2 separate regions of the Ovis aries genome follow, and region 1 is linked to region 2. Evidence: chromatin contacts called from public Hi-C data. All regions are on one chromosome and are shown on one strand. Each heading gives the region's core, a stretch centred on a gene start, on an enhancer-like site or on the middle of the called end of the contact. The rest is flanking DNA. Distances are from core to core; before and after follow the strand shown.

Region 1 (5,304 bases), core at 2,497-4,996, 670 kb before region 2:
AAACAGTGCTGAAGTCAGACCTCAATAAAGGCAGTGCTTGCTCTTCCAACAGTGTAACACCATCCGAGGCATCACGCTAGCCTGGATAGCTGACAACTGCTGGATGATTCCTGAAACAGTTTTCTTACTTGTTTCAGAAGGTATCCCCATGAATTGAACATTGACTGCAAAACAGAGGCCTAGAAGCAGTGATTGCAGACCCTGCTGTCAAAACCTTGAAACAAATAGGAAACAGGAAACCCTTTCCCATGCCTTCAGTCATTTTATCCAACACTGAGAGTTCTTGCCATGTGCTGGGCACTGTGCTTGGGATCTAGGGACTGGGATCTGTGAACAAGGTAAGATACACTATCCTTTCCGTCATGAAATTTACAATCTCCCCTCAGTTTTCTCAGATGTAATAATACAGATAATCTCAAAAACCTTCAGACCATAATCACCAAAATCCTATTCAGCCTTTTTCTGCCCAGAGGCTGAATTTGTTAGGGACAAATACAATTGTTTCTGCCTTCCAGTTGTTTTCTCATGGGCTCCAACTAACAGGCCTGGCACATGGTCAGCATCGAAATGAGTAAGGACATTTACCTGATAATGCCATACAGATAGGTGGTCCACTTGCCACTAATTTCATCTCTTCAGGAGGGCCAAGGATGCCCTACTTCTGAGTCATCCTAAAAAGAAAAAGATTTCAGTGTTCAACATCCTAGCTTCTGAGGCTGCTTTTTGTAGAGATGGAAACAATGCTGTCTGCCATTTATGATTTGCCAGTTTTATATCCTCATCAATTATTTCCCATTACTTGCCTTTTTTTCTTGCCTGTTACCACTAAAGCTCTCTAGATTATCACTTGTATTATGGACCCATATGTAAAAGGCTATTCACAACGAACATCTGAGGTATTCACACAAAGCACCCAACGTTTAGCTAAGAGAATTCTTTTAAGGGAAAGCCAATCGATAGAACAAAACTAGCTTTGACAAATAACACCTCTGCCTCCCAACATCCTCATCAAGTCCTTCTTAGAAACTAAGATGTTACTTTTCACTGAAAGCAGCAACTAAGTCTGCCCCATTGGATAACCTGCAGCGTCACTCTTGCCTAGAACTGAGAAGCATCTCTTCTCAGAAAATTAGGATTCCAAAACAAAATCACACAGGGGACTCAATTACTGCTCCAAAAGAATCAAAAACTCTGCTTACTCCTGAAAACCAGTAAAGTGAAAGTCACTCAGTTGTGTCCAACTCTCTGCAACCCCATGGTCTATACAGTCCATGGAATTATCCAGGCCAGAATACTGGAGTGGGTAGCCTTTGCCTTCTTCCAGGGGATCTTCCCAACCCAGGGATTGAACCCAGGTCTCCCACATTGCAGGCGGATTCTTTACCAGCTGAGCCACAAGGGAAGATACCAACAAAAAGTAGAAATCTGTCAACCTGAAGCAGAAATTAGTATTGCTATAGCTAGACCTAGTATTTGGAGCCCCTCAATTAATTGCTATTTTTATATTCTATTAATGAGATTAAAGAATGCTCATCATTTTAAAGCAAATTCACATCTACATTCCTTGTAAGGTATGGCATTCTCACAAGTGACTACAGTTATAAAATCTTTCTACAAAGGGATTATCCTGAGTAGCTCTGTGTTGGTAGAGGAGTGGGAGCTATGAACTTTGATTTCATTGAAATCTGCAAAAATCCCATGGTCCCCTTTGAGCACTCAGTAGACTAAAAAAAAAAAGCCTCAACTTTTTCTATTTATATATCCCTCTATTTCTTCTGTTTCCAAGGTATGATTCAAAGAACTTCATACTAGTCAAACCTGTCAGACCAGAACCATTCTCCGTGTTAGGTTTCTCCCTGCAAAGGCACATGCTTGCAGATTTAACCTCAATGGAAAAACAACTGTGCTGGCATCCTGGTATAGTTAACAACAGAGTAGGCATGAACCAGGCCCAGAATGCCAACCAGCTATCGGCTGCTGTTCTCCCAGCAGTGTAACACTTGCCTAGGTACACGGAAACCTAGGCAGCTGCCTACAGCTGGGGCCAAAGATAGGTTAATGGGGCTGCACTTACCTGGGGCTGCATCTGCTCAAAAGTTCACAGCCGGATGCTCTGCAATCAAAGCACTCCAGGTTATAGACAGCCAACAGTTAGTGAACACTTGTGTGGTGTTTAAGACCCCTACCCTCAAAACTCCCTTAACTTAGTGAGGCCTGAACCACAGAAATGATAGTCAACAATAAAACAAACAGCTTTCCTTTGGCTAGCTTTATTTTCGTCATTCTTACTTGCATACAACAGCAGTTCAACAGTAGCAAATTAATGATTTCATCAACAAGTTATCAGGAAGCTTGGCTGTTACTTAACAGCCAAGTGACAGTGGGCAAATAACTTAACCTCTGTACCTGTCTCATTTATAGAATGGGGGTGTTGTACACCGGGTGTTCAGGAGGTTTAAATGGAATATAAATTAAGTGCATAAGATAATATCTGCTATATACTGGGCACTAAACATTTGCTATTGTCAGGAACTTACTCTAAGCAAAGAAATGATGAATACTGGTGAGCAGAAGGGGAACTTACCCTTGGAAAGCAATGGGCGCTAAAAATTGGAAAGGCTGGTTGAAACTAGATTGAGAAGGGCCTCAATTATGTGATCTATTGAACCATAAAAGCAGCATTTTATTTTATTTCTTAAAAGCAGCATTTTAAAAATAACTGGATGCAGTAACGGATGTTAAAGAAACTAGCGGCAGTTAGGTTGCCATTCCTGCCAACGACCCCAACTACTGGTTGAAAACAATAACCAAAATGTTTGCAAAAATGTTAATAAACATTCCTTCCCATTCACCCTTACGATTTACCTTGTTTGTATAAGGTGAGAGTATCTAAGACAATACTTTTTCCCAGCCTTCCTCTAATTTCACTCCAAAACGTTTCCAAAATTAGAGGAAAAGGAAAATAGAGGGCTCATTGTCCAGGTCTAAAAACGAATCTAAAAATAGCCTGTCCCTTTCGGCGCTCGGGTTGAAGGGACTGACAGAGCTCCACCCGACCACGTGTTCCTCACGAACCTTCCCAAGTCCCTGGCCCTAGTGCCTGGGGACCAAGGCTCCCCGAGACCGACTCTCGGCAACTCTCCAGGGACAGCAGGGATGGTAGAAAACGGGGTGACTCTTGGGGCGCGATCCCTCAGCATTTCTTCAAGATGCCCTCCAAACCTTGGGTCACTAGGGAATGAGCCCCAGTTTCGTCCCGTGCCTCGGAAGAAGCCTCCAAACCACTGTCTCTCGCCCCTGCTGGTAAACCTCCAAGGCTTCTCCCCACTTTGCCCTTACTCACCGGCACGTGTCCGGAGCTCGGTAGGGACACAGCAGCCGGGTCAGAGACCGCCGGGGAAAAGGGCAGTCGGGCGCCGAGGGGAGCCCCGCCCCGGGGCGGCTACTGGGCGGGCCCTCGGTGGGCGGGGCCCAGAAACCCCGCCCAGGAAAGCGTTAGGAAAATGGGAGAGCTGTGGTAGAGATGGGCATACTCTACACAGGAGCTAGACCCAAGAAGAGAAAAGATAGAATTCCGAACAAGCGCTACGGTTATTTGACAGCCATCTCATTTGTACTTACGCGTGGAAAGCACGCTGGGTTTGAAACTGCTTAAGAGAAAACTTGATGTGTCCTAGTGGGGCGGTGCTTCCTGTCAGCCCACTCCGAGCGCCGCGGGTTCCTCGCACACGTATGTGGCGCCTTTTGGTTGCTGCAAGCTCAGCCCACGCTTTTTCCTCCTCCCACGCAGATCCTCTTCCTGGCTTTCTTCAGCATTTCTGTCACTCAGCCAACGGATCGCCCACGCACACAGGTCACCTTGGTTTTGGGGATCTTTCCAGGAGGTTTTCGCCCGGATTATGCTAGTCGCTCCTACAGCGGGACCACATCCCTGGGGCCCTGAGTGGGATCTTTAGCTGAGCTGCAGCAGCTAAAGAGTACTGGCTTTCTCTGCCAAACTTGCCTTCCACCGTGGCACAGTCAGCCAAAGAGGCCATATCTTTGGTCTGGACGGGTTGCCCACCAGGTTATCAGCATTTCTTTTGAACACTAATCCTCCCCTCATTACTTGAAGTCAATATGATTCTCTCCTACTGAACATTTTGGTGAAGCTGAGGATGAGAAAGGCAAGGTCCAGTAGCAGTACTTCCTAAATCCATTCTATAATTTTCCAAAGTCTAAAGCCACTTTGTTTCTAGCATCTCCCTGCCCCCAACCCCCAGCATCTGGTTGGCTCTGCCCATCTGTTGCACCTGGCATCTTTGTCAGGTGAACCCTTGGGAGTAGCCAAAGTCCTTGTCATCTGCCAGCATGTCTTATTATCTGAATTTCCTCAGGTATTTCATAATGGGGAAAAAATGTGCTTCCTATAAACCCAACCCTCCCAGACCTCTGCTGAGAAAGCCTAGAGTCCTACATTGATTCCAGGAAAAAATTTTAGGCTCTAAGGATAGAGAGCCCTGAAGTGGCAAACACAAACCGCCACCACCACCCCCGCCCCGCCCCCCGCCCCGCCCCAGTATGGATGGAGTTGGACACAGTCTCTGGTAGGAAAAAGGCTTACATAAATACAGTATTTAAAAACATCACATGATCAGTGCTGAGCTGGTAGGCAGGAGATCTGCTTTGCAGTTAAATAGGAATGTGGCTGAAGACTGCTGCCCTAATCAGTGCCCACATCCAGCTATCATAGTGTGTTCATAAAAGATGGTTATGAGAGCTGTAAAACTGGGCCGATTGGGTGGGTAATTGTCCTGCAGAGCTCTGCTAAAGGAGAAATTGCATTGGCATCTCATGTATTTTGCTTTCTTTTGTTCCATACACACAAAATGAAGAAGGGACAGCTACCCTGAGGATTCATGAAAAGGAAAGATGAAGTTTGTGTGAAAGTGTGCATGTGTGCTTTCAGAGCAGAGACAGGAAGTAATTGAGAACAGAGATACCAGGGCCTTTGGGGACAGAGGGACCAAATAACTTGGAGTCACCTGAATTCACAGATCAGTCCAAGGAGAAGGCAGAATTTGTGTAGAGGGAAGTAAGTAAGTAAGGCTGAGAGATGGGCCATGTTCTCATGTGGTATTGAAAATGGAGTCACCTTTTTAAGGTATAGGCCATTCAGTGTCCTTTTGAGGAAAACCTAGATTATGATTTCTTCATTTTCCGGTTAAAAAATCGTTTATAGTCTTAATCTCCATCCTTTCAAGTTCTGAATTCATTTTGGTGAGTTGTATTATGTGGTCTTTTACTTATAGTATCAACTACTTT
Region 2 (5,460 bases), core at 1,765-4,264:
TTTTGCACATTCCATTAAAGAATGTTAGAAAGCATTTAGGACAGTGGAGTACTTAAGTAACACTTGACAACTATTAAGTGATTACTATTTAAAGACAATTCCTATTAACGATTGGGAATTAAATGTTTAAAAGTTATAATTTAAAACATAATATGCACAGGTATTAGACAGCTGTCTGTTATACCTGGTAAACAATTACCTACATGAAAATTATGTACCAACTCCTTTCACTTTTCAGTATGACACTGAAATGATAACAGAGAAATGGAATACAGCGCTGTGTTATATGATGAAGAATTGTACCAGCCAACCATGGATCTAATTGCCCAGTCTTATTCATTTGCATCCTATTTCTTTTTAGACTCAGGCTCATTTCTGCCAGCCTTCAGGCTGCAGGCTATGTGAATTTACAAACCAACCCCAAAGCTTGTCCTTCACTCAGGCAAATAATAGGATACATGCAGCCTCATTCTCAGGATACTGCTTTGAATAATGTCTAGAGCTACAATAATCCCCCTTGTGGTCATATTGAGTATTTACCAGGCTCTTGGGGAAACCAACAAAAACCTCAGCGATATGTGTATCCCCAGAATCATCCTCTCACACAGCCTTTAATCAAATAGTTAACACTATTTGATTCCAGAATTCTTCTGACTAACACTTAGTGGTTTTTATGTGTATGCAACAAGAAGGAAAAAGAGCAAATTCTTAGGAGAATTAGTAGATAAAAGAGAGATGTGAAGAGGATGCAGTTAATACCAATTATCTCACTTGCCCTCCTCCGTGTCATATGCAAGGTAGGGATGTGAAATTTTCAATTTCTACTTTGCTTCCATGTTTAATATTATTTATCATTCGTCCCTATGTTTCTATGTTCTTTTTTGAAAATTTTTATTGGAGCATAGTTGCTTTACAACGTTGTGCTAGTTTCAGGTGTACAACCAGATGAATCAGCTATACAAATACATATGCTGCTGCTGCTGCCAAGTCACTGCAGTGGAGTCCGACTCTGTGTGGCTCCACAGACGGCAGCCCACCAGGCTCCCCCACTCCTGGGATTCTCCAGGCAAGAACACTGGAGTGGGCTGCCATTTCCTTCTCCAACACATGGAAGTGAAAAGTGGAAGTGAAGTCCCTCAGTTGTATCCGACTCTAAGCGACCCCATGGACTGCAGCCTACCAGGTTCCTCCGTCCATCGGATTCTCCAGGCAAGAGTACTGGAGTGGGGTGCCATTACCTTCTCCACAAATACATATATCCACTCTTTTTTAGATTCTTTTCTCATATAGGTCATTACAGTGTATCCAGTAGCATTCCCCGTGCTATACAGTAGGTCCTTATTGGTTACCTATTTTATATATAATAGTGTGCATACCTCAACCACAAGCTCCCAATTTATCTCTCCCCTCAATGTTCTTCAGCATCAATGTATTGTTTTAGTATACAAATATCCTAAAAATAGGGGTCATTAGACTGTCGCTTTGATGACTGCAGAAAAATCTACTTTTGAGGGAATTAACAAAACAAGAGAAATGAAAGCACTAGGTAGACAAGTAATAATAATAAATAATAAATAAGAGTGTGACGGTACTTCTTAAAAGGACCTGTGTAACCTATAAACAATACAGTGTTGGAGCTTTATTTTCTTACTCCCACTTCCCCTCTCTCTTCCAAGGTAAACTCTTCAGCTGTCTTCTTTCCCTCCCAAACTGCCTCAAAATTTCCTTCACAAGTCCTCACATTGTAATAGCGGAGCATCTTTCTCTCTTGAAATCGGACTTTGAGACTTAAGAAGTCACTGGCATCTTATTACACAACCGACATCCGCTGTCCCATGCAGCAAGGTTTCCCAGATGGGCCTGAGGACCTGTTACAGAATACAAGTTTGTGTGCCTGACACACAGTGAAGCCAAACCAACCAAAACAGGAGTTTGGAGCAGAGAAAGGTTTTATTGCAGGGTTAAGCAAGGAGAAAGGGTGGCTCATGCTCTAAGTAAATCCCTGAACTGAGAGCGTGTAGAGAGTAAGTTTTTATAGGAAAAATTTGGGGTGAGGGCTGCAAGGCATGTGACTTCCTTCTGGTAGGTTGGTAGTGAGGAATCTTGCCCTCAAGTTTAAGTTACCATTCTCTATCTAGGCAGGGCCTAATTCCCATAGAACTCATAAATACTACTATATTCAGGTGATGTTAGTGGTAAAGACCAAGCTTGCCAAAGCAAGCAACAGGGGTTCAATTCCTGGGTCAGGAAGATCCCCCAGAGAAGGAAATGGTAACCCACTCCAGCATTCTTGCCTGGTAAAATTCCAGAGGAGCCTGGTGGGCTACAGTCTGTGGAGTCACTAAGACACAGCTGACCACACACTCCCTGAGGAGGAACCAAGACCGTGCCCCAGTGCTGTGCTATTTTTACTTGACTATGCCTCTTTTGTTTCCGTCCCCTAATAAGCAACTGCTGAAATCTGGAATTCGACTGAATTCCAAAGAAGCTAAAAGAAGTCTATAAACAAGCAACAGGGGGGAAAGAAGGGCTTTCCTGCCCAGGTGGGCCCCACAGGGGCCCGCTTGGTTTCTGAGTCTCAGAAAGGCCCAGTAGTAGGATCTTGAGCTCAGATATGCTTTTCTCTAGATGGTCTGCACGATAATTAGCCTAAGGTAACCCAATGCTTTGTATGAATTAAAGTCTTCTTCAGTAGTTCAAAACCCAAGGTCCCTGTCCTAAAACACAGAAAAAATTCGCCTAACGTCTCCACATGCAGGTGTACTTCAAGTTACTGCAACAGCAACAGGCAGTCAAAAGACAAAGGACAAGGGTGAGCAACAAAGGTTTTAAACCCCAGGTTTACATTGAACAAAAACGCAGGACAAAATGGCGCCCTCCTCCAGAAGGAAAAGTCAACTCGAGCGGACCCTGCGGCCGCCAGGATCTCCCAGGGAAACGGGGGTGGGGAGGACGAAACTCACGTGAGCTGGAGCACCCTATGACAGCGGCAGTCAGGCTCCACCCCGTTTTTCACTACTCCCTGTGCACATGCGCTCCAGGCCCTCGGCGGGCAGCCAGTTGCGCAAGCGCAACAGACCCCTCCTCTCGCGTAACTGACGCAAGGAGGCTGTAATCTGTTCGCAGTTTATCCCGTGTGACCTTGAGTCCTTCCTGCTTCCAAGGACCGGGGTTGTCCACAGTTCTGCCTTATACCGCTCTTAGACCTCCCGTCTCTCATGGAGCCCTGACCTTCTGCAGCAGGCGCAGAAGGACATATTGTTCCCAACTATCAGGCTTCGAAGCGTATTAGCCATAGGCCCTGCCTCTGGGCGCGGCATACCAGGTATTCTCTGATCAGGCAGCACGGGCGGCGCCTCAGACGATGAGCGGGCTTCCAGGCCTCAGCGGTCAACCCCCGCCCCTCACCCCACGTGGTAGGAGGTTTCCAGAATCGCTAGCACCTCTGCGCCGCGCTACCCTCGACCGTCCGAGCGTCTCTTTGCTGTCTCGTACTTCCACCGTCTAGCAGCCATGATAAGCGCCAGCCGAGCCGCAGTATCCCGTCTCGTCGGCACCGCAGCCTCCCGGGGCCCCACAGCCGCCCGCCACCAAGTAAGGGACTGCCGGGCCCTCCCTGAGGGGCTCACGGTCTTGGGACTCAGTGCGGCAGGCCGCGCGCGGCCTTCGGGGTCAGAATCCTCCGGGAAAGAGGAGCGATGGAAAATACAGTATTCAGTGTTGCTGATTCAAGGATTAATTCAGGGTTTTGCCTTTCTCTCTTTGCTGAGTCACACTCCTTGGGAGCGTAGAGTTTAATTTCACTGTTATATTTCACCAAGTAGCTGGTAGTCGTTCTGATAGGCTTTTTGATACGGATTACGCAGTTTGGGCCTTGAGGTCGTAGTCTATAGGGAAGGAATAGCTATTATAGTTTTTATTTTCGCTTACGGGTAGAAGGAGTCTTCTAAAATCCGGAGTGTGCAAGGACCCCGTTACTATGATATGACGAAGGAAGAAAGAGCATCCGAGCAATAAATTAAAAGTCAAGCTCTGATTTTCTCGTTTGCGAACATGTAATAGTGGTTTTCCCAGAATCTTCATCTCCGTTATTTCAGAAAAAAAATAAGCAAATCAGGAAAAGGGCATGGAGTGATTGCTCATTATCGTGTAAGAGTAGAAACACATCTTTTGTAATTGTGTTTCTTTGCGCTCAGGTTGAGTAAAGGACAACTTGCAATAGCCTGAGGTGAGAATGTAACAGAGGTCTTTGATCCTGATCAGAGGCCAGTCCTGACATTTTTTCCCCCCCTACTCCACATTCCGCCCCCACCCCAAACTGACTTAAGAAGGTGGCTAATTCTATTCCCCTTAAAGCATTAGCTTGGCAACATCAGGGGAAATGACTCAGATTAAGTTAAATCTATATTTGCAACACACACATGTGTGGATCTTAAGTGGACACTGCTGTGACAGTGAAATTGAGTAGTTATTTTGTAATGTATTTTTGCTTCTCCAGGGGATGTTTGGCAGTGTTTGAAAAAGACTTTGGTTGTTACAGTCTGGGTAACCATGCTACTACTAGGTTCTAGTTGTAAAGGTCCAAATTGTTGCTGAACATCCTGCAGTGAACAGCCCAGCTCCCAACAAAAGTTTTGTTCAAAATCAATAATGCTGAAATTGAGAAACCTTTTGTTAATGTAATTCAGGACAGTTTTACATGTACTTGTTTGTTTGACTTATTTGGAAAATTTATACTTTATTGGACTTGATTGCTGTGTCAGTACCGTTATGCCTGTTATATATAAAATATTTTACAATTTCGAAGAACTTTATGCATGGTAGCCACTCAGAATGAAAATCTCAAACGTTCACATATTCTTCAGAAGAATAGTTAAAACAAGCCCAAGTTTTCATGTGTAGCTGATGGCTGATGCAATTTTTTTTTTTTAAGGATGGCTGGAATGGCCTTAGTCATGAGGCTTTTAGAATTGTTTCAAGGCGGGACTATGCGTAAGTATAATTTCATTTTCTTTAATAGTAAGATGATAACTATTAAGTCCCAGACTAATGGTCTCTAAATTTATGATTATTTTGTTCAGGAAAAAAACCACTGTTATATTTATTAATAGAGTGTTTATTTCACCACACTAGCAAATAATTGTTTTCTAGCAAACCTTCTTCAAGGTTTACCTTCATATTGTAAAATATGTCTTTTTTACCACCATTTTGGAGACCACTGTTAACTGACCGTAGCATTGTTTTAAATGTCTTACAGATCAGAAGCAATCAAGGGAGCAGTTGTTGGTATTGATTTGGGTACTACCAACTCCTGTGTAGCAGTTATGGAAGGTAAACAAGCAAAGGTGAGCATAATTGGAGGCTCTGGACCATGTAGTGGTAGCTAGTAGACAATTCAGAATTCTGTGTCCTTTGGCTTAGATAAGGGACATTTTAAAGGTTGCATTTAAATTCTTAAGA

What was found. A called contact is a pair of places that touch in the nucleus more often than the background predicts.
Region 1: a Hi-C map of tail adipose tissue shows a contact between it and region 2, with 4 times the contacts expected there. The contact joins the promoter of MATR3 here to the promoter of CTNNA1 in region 2. A contact is called at or near these places in 6 of 16 Hi-C or Micro-C datasets (hypothalamus, mesenteric adipose tissue, muscle and 2 more).

The regions. Positions count from the first base shown.
Region 1 is chr5:48,248,800-48,254,103 of ARS-UI_Ramb_v3.0, reverse strand. MATR3 (matrin 3) reads right to left here and starts at 3,746. Exons shown (of 17, transcript XM_060415830.1): 1 at 3,622-3,746; 2 at 2,075-2,113; 3 at 586-671. LOC114115071 (small nucleolar RNA SNORA74) reads right to left here and starts at 104; the gene lies at 1-104.
Region 2 is chr5:47,580,920-47,586,379 of ARS-UI_Ramb_v3.0, reverse strand. It overlaps CTNNA1 (catenin alpha 1), which reads right to left and starts at 3,014. Exons shown (of 21, transcript XM_060415818.1): 1 at 2,964-3,014. It overlaps HSPA9 (heat shock protein family A (Hsp70) member 9), which reads left to right and starts at 3,412. Exons shown (of 17, transcript XM_004008840.5): 1 at 3,412-3,594; 2 at 4,934-4,992; 3 at 5,258-5,345. The coding sequence starts at 3,514.